Linked DNA regions of Zea mays: region 1 is linked to region 2. The links are chromatin contacts, called in public Hi-C maps. All regions are on one chromosome and are shown on one strand. Each heading gives the region's core, a stretch centred on a gene start, on an enhancer-like site or on the middle of the called end of the contact. The rest is flanking DNA. Distances are from core to core; before and after follow the strand shown. Region 1 holds the start of LOC109943013 (ethylene-responsive transcription factor ERF039). Region 2 holds the start of LOC541900 (tonoplast intrinsic protein 5).

What was found. Hi-C and Micro-C count contacts between places; a contact is called where the count stands out from the background.
Region 1: a Hi-C map of leaf shows a contact between it and region 2, with 4 times the contacts expected there. The contact joins the promoter of LOC109943013 here to the promoter of LOC541900 in region 2. A contact is called at or near these places in 4 of 25 Hi-C or Micro-C datasets (leaf and tassel).

The regions. Positions count from the first base shown.
Region 1 is chr10:141,967,063-141,972,836 of Zm-B73-REFERENCE-NAM-5.0, forward strand. LOC109943013 (ethylene-responsive transcription factor ERF039) reads right to left here and starts at 3,545. Exons shown (of 1, transcript XM_020545735.3): 1 at 2,537-3,545. The coding sequence starts at 3,424. The coding sequence ends at 2,810.
Region 2 is chr10:141,833,934-141,839,592 of Zm-B73-REFERENCE-NAM-5.0, forward strand. LOC541900 (tonoplast intrinsic protein 5) reads left to right here and starts at 1,284. Exons shown (of 3, transcript NM_001111566.1): 1 at 1,284-1,462; 2 at 1,595-1,848; 3 at 1,955-2,520. The coding sequence starts at 1,333. The coding sequence ends at 2,353. It overlaps LOC541687 (porin 2), which reads left to right. Exons shown (of 3, transcript NM_001371614.1): 2 at 91-341; 3 at 497-1,087. The coding sequence ends at 865.

The DNA.
Region 1 (5,774 bases), core at 2,295-4,794, 140 kb after region 2:
CGTGGCCCAAACCAGCATCAGGTTTGGTGTTCCCCGTTCACATTCTTCGCAATCGCTTCAAAATCCTGGACCTGGAGGCCAGCCAGGGCATCTGGCCATGGGCGCAGCGCAGGCAGCCACTTCCGATGCTCTGCGTGCTGGTGCAATCCTCTTGCGTCCGGTGCTCAGCTGGTTGCTGGCCGCTGACTGGGCTCTGGTCAAAGTCCCCCCGGCCGGCTCGCAGGAACGGGAAAGGGGCAGGCAAGCTAGGCAGCTAGGGCGGCATGGCCTGTGTGGACGGGTCATGCGTAGCTGTGCCCCAATGGGGGCAAAGCCGCGTGGTGTGACTCCGTACGCCGCGAGCAGTAGACCGTACCGCCAGGTTGAGGGCGTCGCACACTGGCCAGCCTGGAACTGGAACCCATCCCATTCCTAGGGCTGGGCATTCGGTCTATTAGGGTAATTCGGTTCGGTCTATTCGGGTTTGTGAAATTTCGGGTTCTGAAAAATGAAAACCGAAATTTCCAAAAATATTTTAGGAACCGAACCCGAATAGACTCACAATTTCGGTTCGGTCTATTCGGTCCACCGAATAGACCCGAATTGTAGAGAGACTAGTATATTTTGTTAAAATATATACAATGAATAATTAATTGAAAGTACTATTACTACAACAAGTGACTATAAAAATTAGCATATAAAGATATATATACTATCGTTAAGATGATATCATTATTTCTAGCTAATAAGTTCATAAATCATATAATAATACCATCACATATTAAGAGCTTTTTTATATTTCGGGTTATTAGGTCTATTCGGGTTTTAAAGGTTAGGAACCGAACCCGAACCCATAACCCGAAATATAGCACATATAGGAACCGAACCCGAACCCGAAAACCCGAATAGACCGACAATTCAGTCTATTCGGGTTCGGTTTGGGTTCGGGTTCGGTTTTCGGTTTTAAAATGCCCACCCCTACCCATTCCCAGGCATCTCTGTCTGTCTGCCTGCTCTTGCCGGTTGGACAGAGTTGGACCTCTCAAATACCCCGACGACCGAGAGCCGACGAAACGGGACACCTGCGCGCCGCTGCACGGCCTCTGCCTGCTGGAGGCAGCAGCATCTATAAATGATGATAGAGAGCACAGTGCTTTTACGTCGTCTCGTCGTACGCCCTCCCCCTGCGGCCTCAGGCTCCACTCCACTCACGCGAGCAGATCAAGAACGAGAACAGATCAAGGCGTCAACACTCACGCGAGTAGTAAGAACCGTGCTAGCTGAAAATAATTAATACTCTATTCGTTTCTTTTTATTTGTCGCTGAATAGTATAAAATTATACTATCCAGCGACAAATAAAAAGAAGCAGAGGGAGTATCTTTCCTGCCTCGCAATATATATAACAAAAAATAGGTGAGTACAGTAACCCGCCCTAAAAAACACACACACACCTCCTGTGTGAATTTGGACAATGAAGGTCCAGGCCAGGCCTTGTGCGGTCGTGCCGGTGTGCGTAACGTGTCGAGCACTCCAAGGCACCCACCAGATGCGATCAGGCTATCCGCAACTGTTACCCCTAAATTTCCCCCTATATCACTTTTCTTCCTTATATTTCCTTCTATTTTTTCATCTCTTGTAGCGGTTCCCCCTAAATACTCCCCTATACCCCACTACAAATATAAAATATCATTTTCTATATTAACTATCAATTTTTTATCTACTAACAATTACTCGTGTACCCGCAGCATAGTGTTTAGGGTGATGAACAGTGACACGCTAGATCTGGAGGAAAGAGAAGGGAACCGACGCGTAGGATGCGCTGTAAAGGGCACCGCTGCGGCGGTAGAGTGACCCCTACAGCCGGCATGCAAGGGGAGGAGGAAGGCTAGCGCTTACCGCTGCGCACAGCCTCAGCGGGGCGGGGCGTTGTGGTCGTCCGGGTCCGGCGACCGTGTCCCTGCGAGCGTGATTACTTATTTGACGGGGCCTGTCTCAAATCTTAACCCGGAAGCTGGATGCCGCATTTTTTTTTCGCGGCGGCCGTCGCTTTCGCGCTCCTGTCCTCCACGCGGGCACACGTCACCGTTCGTACTAGGAGACGCTGTTCGCAGTAGCATACTAGCATTAAACAAGGGCCAATTATTTATTAGTGCACTGTTTGTTAACTTGCGCCTGAGCGGATCGGGGGGATTCCTGCCGTGGCTCGGAAGGCGGGAGACTTTTCCTTCGTCCTCCTCAGACGAGGAAGGAGACGATCATAGCAGCAGCAGGCAGGAGTACGATCCAATCCCCTGTCTAATGTCTTATCTAAAACTTCACTTTGCGAGTAGATCTTCCTATCAATCCCCTATACCAATATCAATCTCCCACCGCATCCCTTATTTTAAAACTTCACCTTATACGTCCCTATTTTAAGCGAACAGTCTAATTGAAGTTTTGATCAGTGATCGCAAAGTCGACAGCCGGATGCGTAAATAACTAAATACCACCGCCCGTTTGGCCCAAACCTTTGTCTGGTCAGCTTTTTTTTTACCACTAGAATAAACAATACACCCAGAAGTGACGGAACACAAGATGCTTCTTAATTATACATATTCTTGTCCCCCAAATCAAGCAAGTGGAGGAGGAGAGAGAAACAAAAGAAAGTCACTTTATACAAGCGCGGCGCCTAAATCTGGCAAAGGAAAACCCGGAGAAGAAAAAGCAGAGCAACCTCGATGTTTTTAATAGGAAGAAGAAGAAGAAGAGAGAGAGAGAGAGAGGAGCGGAAGCAGCGGCATTTTTACATGTGTCCGAACGGTCCAACACTGGGCAGTGGCATTGGCCAGTTCAGTACTCCCACAGCAGCGGCTCCTCGATGAGCCGGAACGCGCCTCCGCCGACCACGTCGTCGTCGACGGCCCACGACGGCGGCGGCCCGCAGCATCTCAGGTCCGCCAGGAGCAGGTCCGGGAGGTCGAACAGCGCGTCGTCCGGGCTGGGCTCGGCGTCGTCCTGCGGGGCGCCGTCGGAGGCGGAGCCGCCGCTCTCGGCATTGGGCAGGGGGAAGTCGGCGGCCGCGGCGAGCGCCGCCGCGGCCTGCACGTCCCTGGGCGCGGCGGTGGCCGGGCGCGGGAGCAGGCGCGCGAGGCCCGGGAAGTTGAGGTGCGCGTCGCGGGCGCCCTTGATGGCCAGCGCGGCCACGTCGTGCGCGCGCGCGGCCATCTCCGCGGTGGCGAAGGTGCCCAGCCAGATGCGGGACTTCTTGCGTGGCTCCCTGATCTCCGACACCCACTTGCCCCAGCTCCGCATGCGCACGCCGCGGTACGTCGGGTGCCGCCCGCCGTCCCTGCGCGCCCGCTTCTTTGGGGACGACGACGAGGAAGAGGAGGAGGAGGAGGACGAAGACGGGGACGGGGACGGGGAGGTTGGGGTGGCCGGCTCCTGCGCGTCGTCCGTGTCCATGGCAGCTTTTGACTGCCTGCGGAGCGGCGGTGGTGGAGCTGTAAGCTGTTGTTGGGCCGGAGGGGACTGGGGCTGCAGAGGAGCCGGCCGCGGGGAGTGGAGACCTGGAGAGTGGAGACTTGGAGACGGGGAGATCGGAGCGGGGTCTGGTTTTTATGGTACGCGGTACGCCGCGGAGGCTGTGGGCACGTGGCGCAAAAGTGGAAACATAGGACGTCGCCCACCAAGCCTATTTGGAGCTGTAGCTTCGCTTTGAGAAACCATGTGTATATATACTTTAATATTTTGTTCGAGAATCTATACGTAGAGACGTATAAACGTGCTTTATTAAAAATGACCAATGCCTATGACTAGCGGACAGTGTATATGGTCGTGTACAATACTGTTTTGCTGTAATGTTTACAGCCTTACAGGTCTAAATGTTAAAAACGTAGCTAGTGATTAAGATTACACAATACACTGTGCCAAGTTCGCGATGGGTGTCTAATCCGTGAGTAAACTTGCAAGGCCTCAAGGTTGCTATCACCAGCCCGTGATCCACTCGTTGCCTTGTTGCACTATCAGCGAAGCTTTCGCCTTCGTGAGTGACGAATACACCGGCACACCCGTCGTCGCCGCCTCCGGGCCGGGCCGAAAGCCCGAAACCAAACGCGGGCCGGCAACTTCGATGTTCCTGGGCCTTCAGAAAACTGCAGTGCAACTGATGGTAGGTTGTGCAGCTGGAGCAATGAGAGCAACTCTCCCGCTGCAGTGCAACACACGGTCGCCTGACTCACTGCCGCAGGACTCCGGCGACCTTGACCATTGTCGGTGGTCACTGCTCAAACATTAATCGAGGCTGCAGTGATTTCACTGATTTGAATTGAGCACGGTAGGGTGTAGAGGCCACACACGTACACCGCTTCGTTGGCGATCGATCAGTGAGGACATGACGATCGATTCCGGTGGCACAGACGTACGGGCTTGGAAAGCCACTGCACACGAACCTACCTAGCCGCCGAATGGCGTCCCTCAGAGAACGGAAGTACTCGGTCTGCTACTGGCGAACTTGATGCATGCACCTACGGAGAGGCGCTGTGGCCGTACCATAAGATTGCCGGGTTCACCTCACAAACTGTTAAGCGCTAGTAGGGTGGCACGGCGACTAAAGAACCACTGCAGGTACGAGTGCTAGTGACAAGAACCCAACGAAACCAAACGCGGACAGCTAGCGCGCCGGCGACCACCACTGCTCCCGTCCCCGGCCGTCCCGTGATGGCGACTGAACCCAGTGTAGCACTGTAGCCGCGTCGTACGTGCTTCAGTGATGCGTGTACCGCCACGCACAAGCAATCTCTGTTGGGGTTGGTGTTGTAGCTGCAGGCCAACGAGAGAGCTACCATGCAATAATATGCCCGCATGACGACGTACAGAGAAGGCGCCGCAGCCATGGCGGCCGCGTACGTGCGCTCTACAAGTCAGTACGTATGATGCAAAACGGCAATTCAGTAGTCAACAGACAGATGAACTCTAAACAACAGCTCTGACCGGCCTGCCCTGTAGCAAGTAGCAAAGCATATGGCTATGAGTGATGGCCCCAGGCCCCAGCTGGCTCCAGGCAAGCATTAGAAAACTTGGTCTGCCGGAGCCGGAGCTCACATGCTCACGGACGACTATTGCACAAGACGGCATTGCATTGATCATGTGTGTCATGCCGACCCGTTCATTCTTTAGTCGACGTAATGCATGCGCTCTGTACACGACTCAACTAACCTCGTAGCGAGGCTCAAAAAACTAACACGTACTAGAGTCGTAGCGAAATGGTATATATGGCTTCATTCGTCATACCACATACCTAACCGGTACGTAGGCAGGCAGGCTGCTGCCCACACATGTGCATGGCCTTATCCTGCTTACCTACCATGCAAACACTAAACCTTGTGCCACTAACTACACTTCAACATAAGAAATGACTAATCTCCAGGGATAGCTAGTTATACGTTGGCTGTGATCTTTGGCGGTTTAATTGTTTGGGAGGGCGGCTAGGGGTAGTTCTTCGCTCTAGTTTGGTTCTAGAATATTCATAGTGCGTTCCATGATTGCGTCCTCTGTAAACCAGGGTGTGCATATAATATATACTTTTAGATCGTCATTAGTTTGTGCTACTAGTTGTTTATTATACTCGCTGCATGGGGCGCTTTATTTGTTGGAACAACATGTAGACGAGAGAAAAAAAAAAGACTCTCTATTTATAGAAACATTGTCTTTTAGAGAAGTTTTTTATTTACTTGGCCTCTACTATACATCCAGCCTTTTAAAATTGGGAACTTAGCCTCTCAAATAAAGATTTGAGCACTGGAACTTGCGACAC
Region 2 (5,659 bases), core at 34-2,533:
ACCCCGTTTCGCTTTCCAGTTTCCACCCCGCGGCGACGACCATGTATTCCTGGCAGGCTTACCTCAGATTATTAAATTCGTCTCGTGCAGCGCAATTGACGAAGGGCGGCGCTCTGGACCCCGCCGGCCTGGTGGCCATCGCCATCGCCCATGCGTTCGCGCTCTTCGTCGGCGTCTCCATGGCCGCCAACATCTCCGGCGGCCACCTGAACCCCGCCGTCACCTTCGGCCTCGCCGTCGGCGGCCACATCACCATCCTCACCGGCATCCTCTACTGGGTTGCCCAGCTTCTCGGCGCTTCCGTGGCGTGCTTTCTCCTGCAGTACGTCACCCACGGACAGGTTCGGTTCGACGGCTCGACCAGTCTTGGCGCGTTACCGTAGCAGCTGTGTATTTTTTCTTTCACTGCGCACCTCCTCAGCTCAGCTCCCGGAAGAGAAGAGAGAAGGCGGATTAAGTAAAGTGGAGCTTAACGAACGAACTGTGTGCTGTGCAGGCTATCCCGACGCACGGCGTCTCCGGGATCAGCGAGATCGAGGGCGTGGTGATGGAGATCGTGATCACCTTCGCGCTGGTGTACACCGTGTACGCCACCGCGGCCGACCCGAAGAAGGGGTCCCTGGGCACCATCGCGCCCATGGCCATCGGCTTCATCGTCGGCGCCAACATCCTGGCCGCCGGCCCCTTCAGCGGCGGCTCCATGAACCCGGCCCGCTCCTTCGGCCCCGCCGTGGCGGCCGGTAACTTCGCCGGCAACTGGGTGTACTGGGTCGGCCCCCTCGTCGGCGGTGGCCTGGCGGGGCTCGTCTACGGCGACGTGTTCATCGCCTCCTACCAGCCGGTCGGCCAGCAGGAGTACCCATGAAAGTCCGGATGAGCTAGCCCGATCGATCCGTCTGTGTTGATTTCACCATCGTCGTCGTCGTGTCATCTGGCGCTTCGTGCTGTGATCATGTTTTGTCCTGTTTGCATTTCCCAACGTCTGGTTTTCATTTCCATTCACCAACGGTGCCAAGATGCCGTAAGCAAGCGAGAGAAGTGTTCGGTCTGTATCTGTATAAATGCAATGCACAGTTCGGCGTTTCCATGAACGAATTTTCACATGTGCGTGTGTATACCTAACGGGTGCGTGAACTTTGGAACGGGCACGCGCGGCAGCAACCGCTGCGAACTACCCAGGCGTCGTTTCACTCTTCGGACGCGGCCCTCTCTCCGATCCCTCGCTCTCGCTATATATAAAACTCCGGAACACACAGAGCCTACGTGCGGGATTATTCGTGCGCGCGCAGGATAGTACACTGAAAAACAACGAAGAGCGAGAGCCTCTCCGCCATGGCGTCGAACAACCTCCTCGTCGACTTGAAGCGCTGCTTCTCGGCGCCGTCGCTCCGTTCCTACCTCGCCGAGTTCATCTCCACCTTCCTCTTCGTGTTCACCGCCGTCGGCTCAGCCATCTCCGCCCGTACGTCAAGTTTCCCCGCATTCCATTTCCATCCATGAATGCGCACATGAGTTGATAGTTGATACAGAACTGTAACTACGGACGGTTTTCTGATCTCCGCGCGACTGCGTTTGTAATGTGTATGTTTGCCAGGGATGCTGGCGACGCCGGACGTTACCAGCAGCGCCTGGCCCCTGGTGGCCACCGCCGTCGCGCAGGCGTTCGGGCTCTTCGCCGCGGTGCTCATCGCCGCCGACGTCTCCGGCGGCCACGTCAACCCTGCCGTCACGTTCGCGTACGCCATCGGCGGCCGCATCGGCGTCCCGAGAGCCATCTTCTACTGGGCGTCGCAACTGCTCGGCGCCACCTTCGCATGCCTCTCCCTCAACCTCTTATCCGCCGGCGAGGCATGTGCATGTCTTCGTAACCGCTCTCGCTTCCTACCTGCAAACTACACTGTCGTTTCTCACACTGACCCATCGATGAACGTACGCTACGCACGTTGTCGCGCAGGAGGTGCCGACGACGAGGATCGCGGTGGCGATGACCGGGTTCGGTGGCGCGGTGCTGGAGGGCGTGCTCACGTTCCTGCTGGTGTACACGGTGCACGTGGTCGGGGAGCGCGAGCCTCGCTCGCGCGGCGGCGACGGCAAGCGGGAGTTCGCGGCCACGGCGCTGGGCGCGCTGGCTGTTGGGCTCACGCAGGGCGCGTTCGTGCTTGCCGCGGGCGCGCTGACGGGCGCGTCCATGAACCCGGCACGCTCGTTCGGGCCGGCCGTCGTCAGCGGCCACTTCAAGAACCAGGCCGTGTACTGGGCCGGCCCGATGGTCGGCGCGGCCGTCGCCGCGCTGGTGTACCAGATCATGGCGTGCCCGAGCGTGACAGGGAACGTGGAGGCGGTGGTCGTTTGACAAGCTAGTGTGCAACTGTGCATCCATTCGTTGTGGTTGTGAATGAGTCGATGGATCTAAATGTGTGTGTGTGTGAGAGAGACCATGATGACATTGTGTTTGTAATTAGTTTGTCCAGTGGGCTTTCAGTTCCGTCGCGTTGCTGTACTGAAATAGTTTGTTGTACGAATGATGATCCCGAGCATATATTTACCGTTGATTCCCCGGATGAGCATTATGCGCCGTCAGATAAACCCGGTCACCAAATTACTTATTTTAATTCATCAATGTTGTTCGCGACATATAATCCTCATCCAAAACTGACAAACCGCAATGCACGCCCCATCGGCTAGCGGCCATAAACTCCAGCTCCGGCACGAATGTAAAAGCGTGACACTTTCTCCCAAGAAAGACCGTTTCTCTTGGCGGTTGCTAATGGACGTTCCTGTTCGCGCTACCAACGCAACGATTTGGGGTTCTCTCTCTCATCAACATTGGACTAGCGGTACAACCCTGAAGTTGACATACACTGGAAGTATTTTTTTAGTTTCTAAAGTTTCAGAGTATTTTATGTTTTAAGGTGTTTAGTTACTTTCTAAAACTATGATTTCAAAACCATAGTATTCTAATTACTATGGTATTTTTGAAATATTGAAAACTGCACTTCAATCCAAAGTTTTCATTACATGACTAGCTTTTATTTAAATATTATGGTTTACAACACCGTATTCAAACAATGTTTCTAAGACCATGAATTTTTTAGAGTTGACCAAAACTATGATATTGTCATGGAAATTGTAAAATATATATAATATTGTCAAACCATGATTCTAAGAAATATTATTGACAACAGGCTCTACATTATTATCTATACTAATAACAATAACAAAAAGATCAATGACTCGCACGGCACGGAGTTGCTACTCAAATCATCGATAGTAATTACATCGTCAAATAAAAAAATTTACAGGTCGGCAATGGTTAAATAAATATTTTATAAATTCTTTTCGACAAGAAAAGATTATCCGACATAATTAATTGATTGATTGTCAGTTTATCAATAGGAATTGATTGTAAACAACGACTCAGAAGCAGCAGGTGAGGCGAGACGGGATGGTGGTCTACGTAGTTCATGCGAGGAGAAAGCGGCGAGGTTGGAGAGGCGGCGACACATCAGTCACCAGTAGGAATCTCGTGCGCCTGGCAAACCGGTCGGCCCCAGCCATACCATCTGGCGTGTTCGGCTGGCTACAAGCCGACACTGTTGCAGCTGTTTGGACTGCTGCAGCTGCAATCCATAGAGAGAAAAATACTGTAAAAGCCGCAGCCGCAGCCGGATTGCAGCCGCAGCAAGCCGCAGCGAACAAGCTGATCGTCTTCGTTCTTTAGTGGTGTCATCTCACTGTTACACACTGGAGGCCGACCCGTGTGCCGATTTTTTTCTTTTTTAGCCCTATTTTTGAAAAATATTTACGTTTGGACCCCCAGAAATTTTATATGCAAGTTTCGACCCAATACTCGGCGCCATAGGCTGTGGCGCCGAGGTAACACAGCTCGGCGCCACAGCCTATGGTGCCGAGGTGTGGCGTGGCAGCAACGGCTCCCTGCGTCTAGGACTGACATGACACTGACGCGACGCCGATGCGGCCTCGTAGCTCGGCGCCACAGATCTTGGCGCCGAGCTACGTACGCCTATAAAAACGGCCGCGCTGCTGGCCGAGAGCAGCACATTTCCTCTCATTTCAAAACTTCGTCAAAATTTGCTGGATTCAAAGATTCGAGTTGGTTCACTTCGTAGACCAAGGTATGGTGCCCAACTGATTCGTTTTGTATATTGGGTTGTTAGTTTCATAGTTGTTCATAGTTTCATAGTTTGATAGTTTGTATAAATCTATTATATTATCATTTCGATTATTAGTTTCATAGTAGCTCATAATATATATAGTATCATTAATATAATGAGTATATTTTATTTGATAGTTTGTGTAAACCTATTATAAAGCATATTAGGTACAAGTGATAATTATAATCGTTTATTAGATGAAAGACATGTACCGAGAGTCGTTGTGGCAGAAGAGAGGTCGTCCTCGGGAGTTATATCCGGATGTATCTAGTAAGGATGCTCCTGTTCCTCCTGAACTCCCCGTGCCTAACTGTGACTGTGGCAGACTGGCTTGGGTATGTCAATCCAAACATCCAGACACGACTGCTCGCTGCTTCTACCTTTGTGGCGGTTTTGACGTACGTAGCTTATGACTTGTGACTTAATTTTGTTCGCATTTATTATTTAGTAGATGTGTAATAGTGCTTCGTTCCATTGTTTTAGGGGCACCTGAGGTGTTTCTTTTTCCAGTGGATCGACGGTCCTGATAAATTTGACCCTCAATATCTTCTTTTCGCTAATTGATTGTGTGGAAGGACTAGTCATGAGTGTTTTAAGCATTAGGTACCTCCTCTCCCGAATCCTCCACCAATGACGGATGCGGAGAAGGAGGTAGCAACAGAAAGACGGATGGACTCACCGCCTCGATGCGATTGTGGAGACCGTGCTGTCATCGACGAAGACCATGAGAAGCAGTTCTGTTGTCCGAACATTGATTATGTGAGCCCATCGATACGCTAAATATTGATACGCTAAATGTATAAACTAGTTATTTTTTTACAATAAATTACTAATTTATTTTCTTGCAGCCATATGGGTGGCGTAAGTGTCGTTTTAGAGAGTGGTTATATGGTCCTTTGTCCCATTGGCCAGAGCTAGAGGTAAAGGAAAAGAAAAAAAATCAGTGGGCGGAAGAGTTGAAATTTGATCCAGTACTCTGCAAATGTGGTATTGAAGTTAAGTATGGATTAGTTCTTTCTGAGCTTGGTGTTGGATATTTTTGTGGACATATGGTCGATTACGATGAGGTTGGTATTTATTTATTTATTTTTGCACCAGCTGTAATGTTATAGCGGTACTTACTATTTTTTTGTAGGAGACGAGGAAATGCAGTTGGGAGAGTTACGACGACAAAGGAGAGGTGATGCGCACAATAGAGTCCAAGAGACTAATGGGACAGAAGATGCGTTGTGGATCTCAGCTCATCGATTCGTACATTAACGATCGCATACGCGACATGCGTAGGGACGCAAAATCTGCCTTTTATGATAGCCCGAAGCGTGCAGAGTATAGGAGGTTGAAGGCGGCAGATGAGAAGAGAGCACATGATGTAAGGGAATGGGAAGCGGCTCGAGCCGAGAAACAAATGTTGGATAATCTTGTTGATCGCCTCAAGGGAAGTGAGTGAGAAAAATGATACTATAATTATGTTAGTACAATTTATT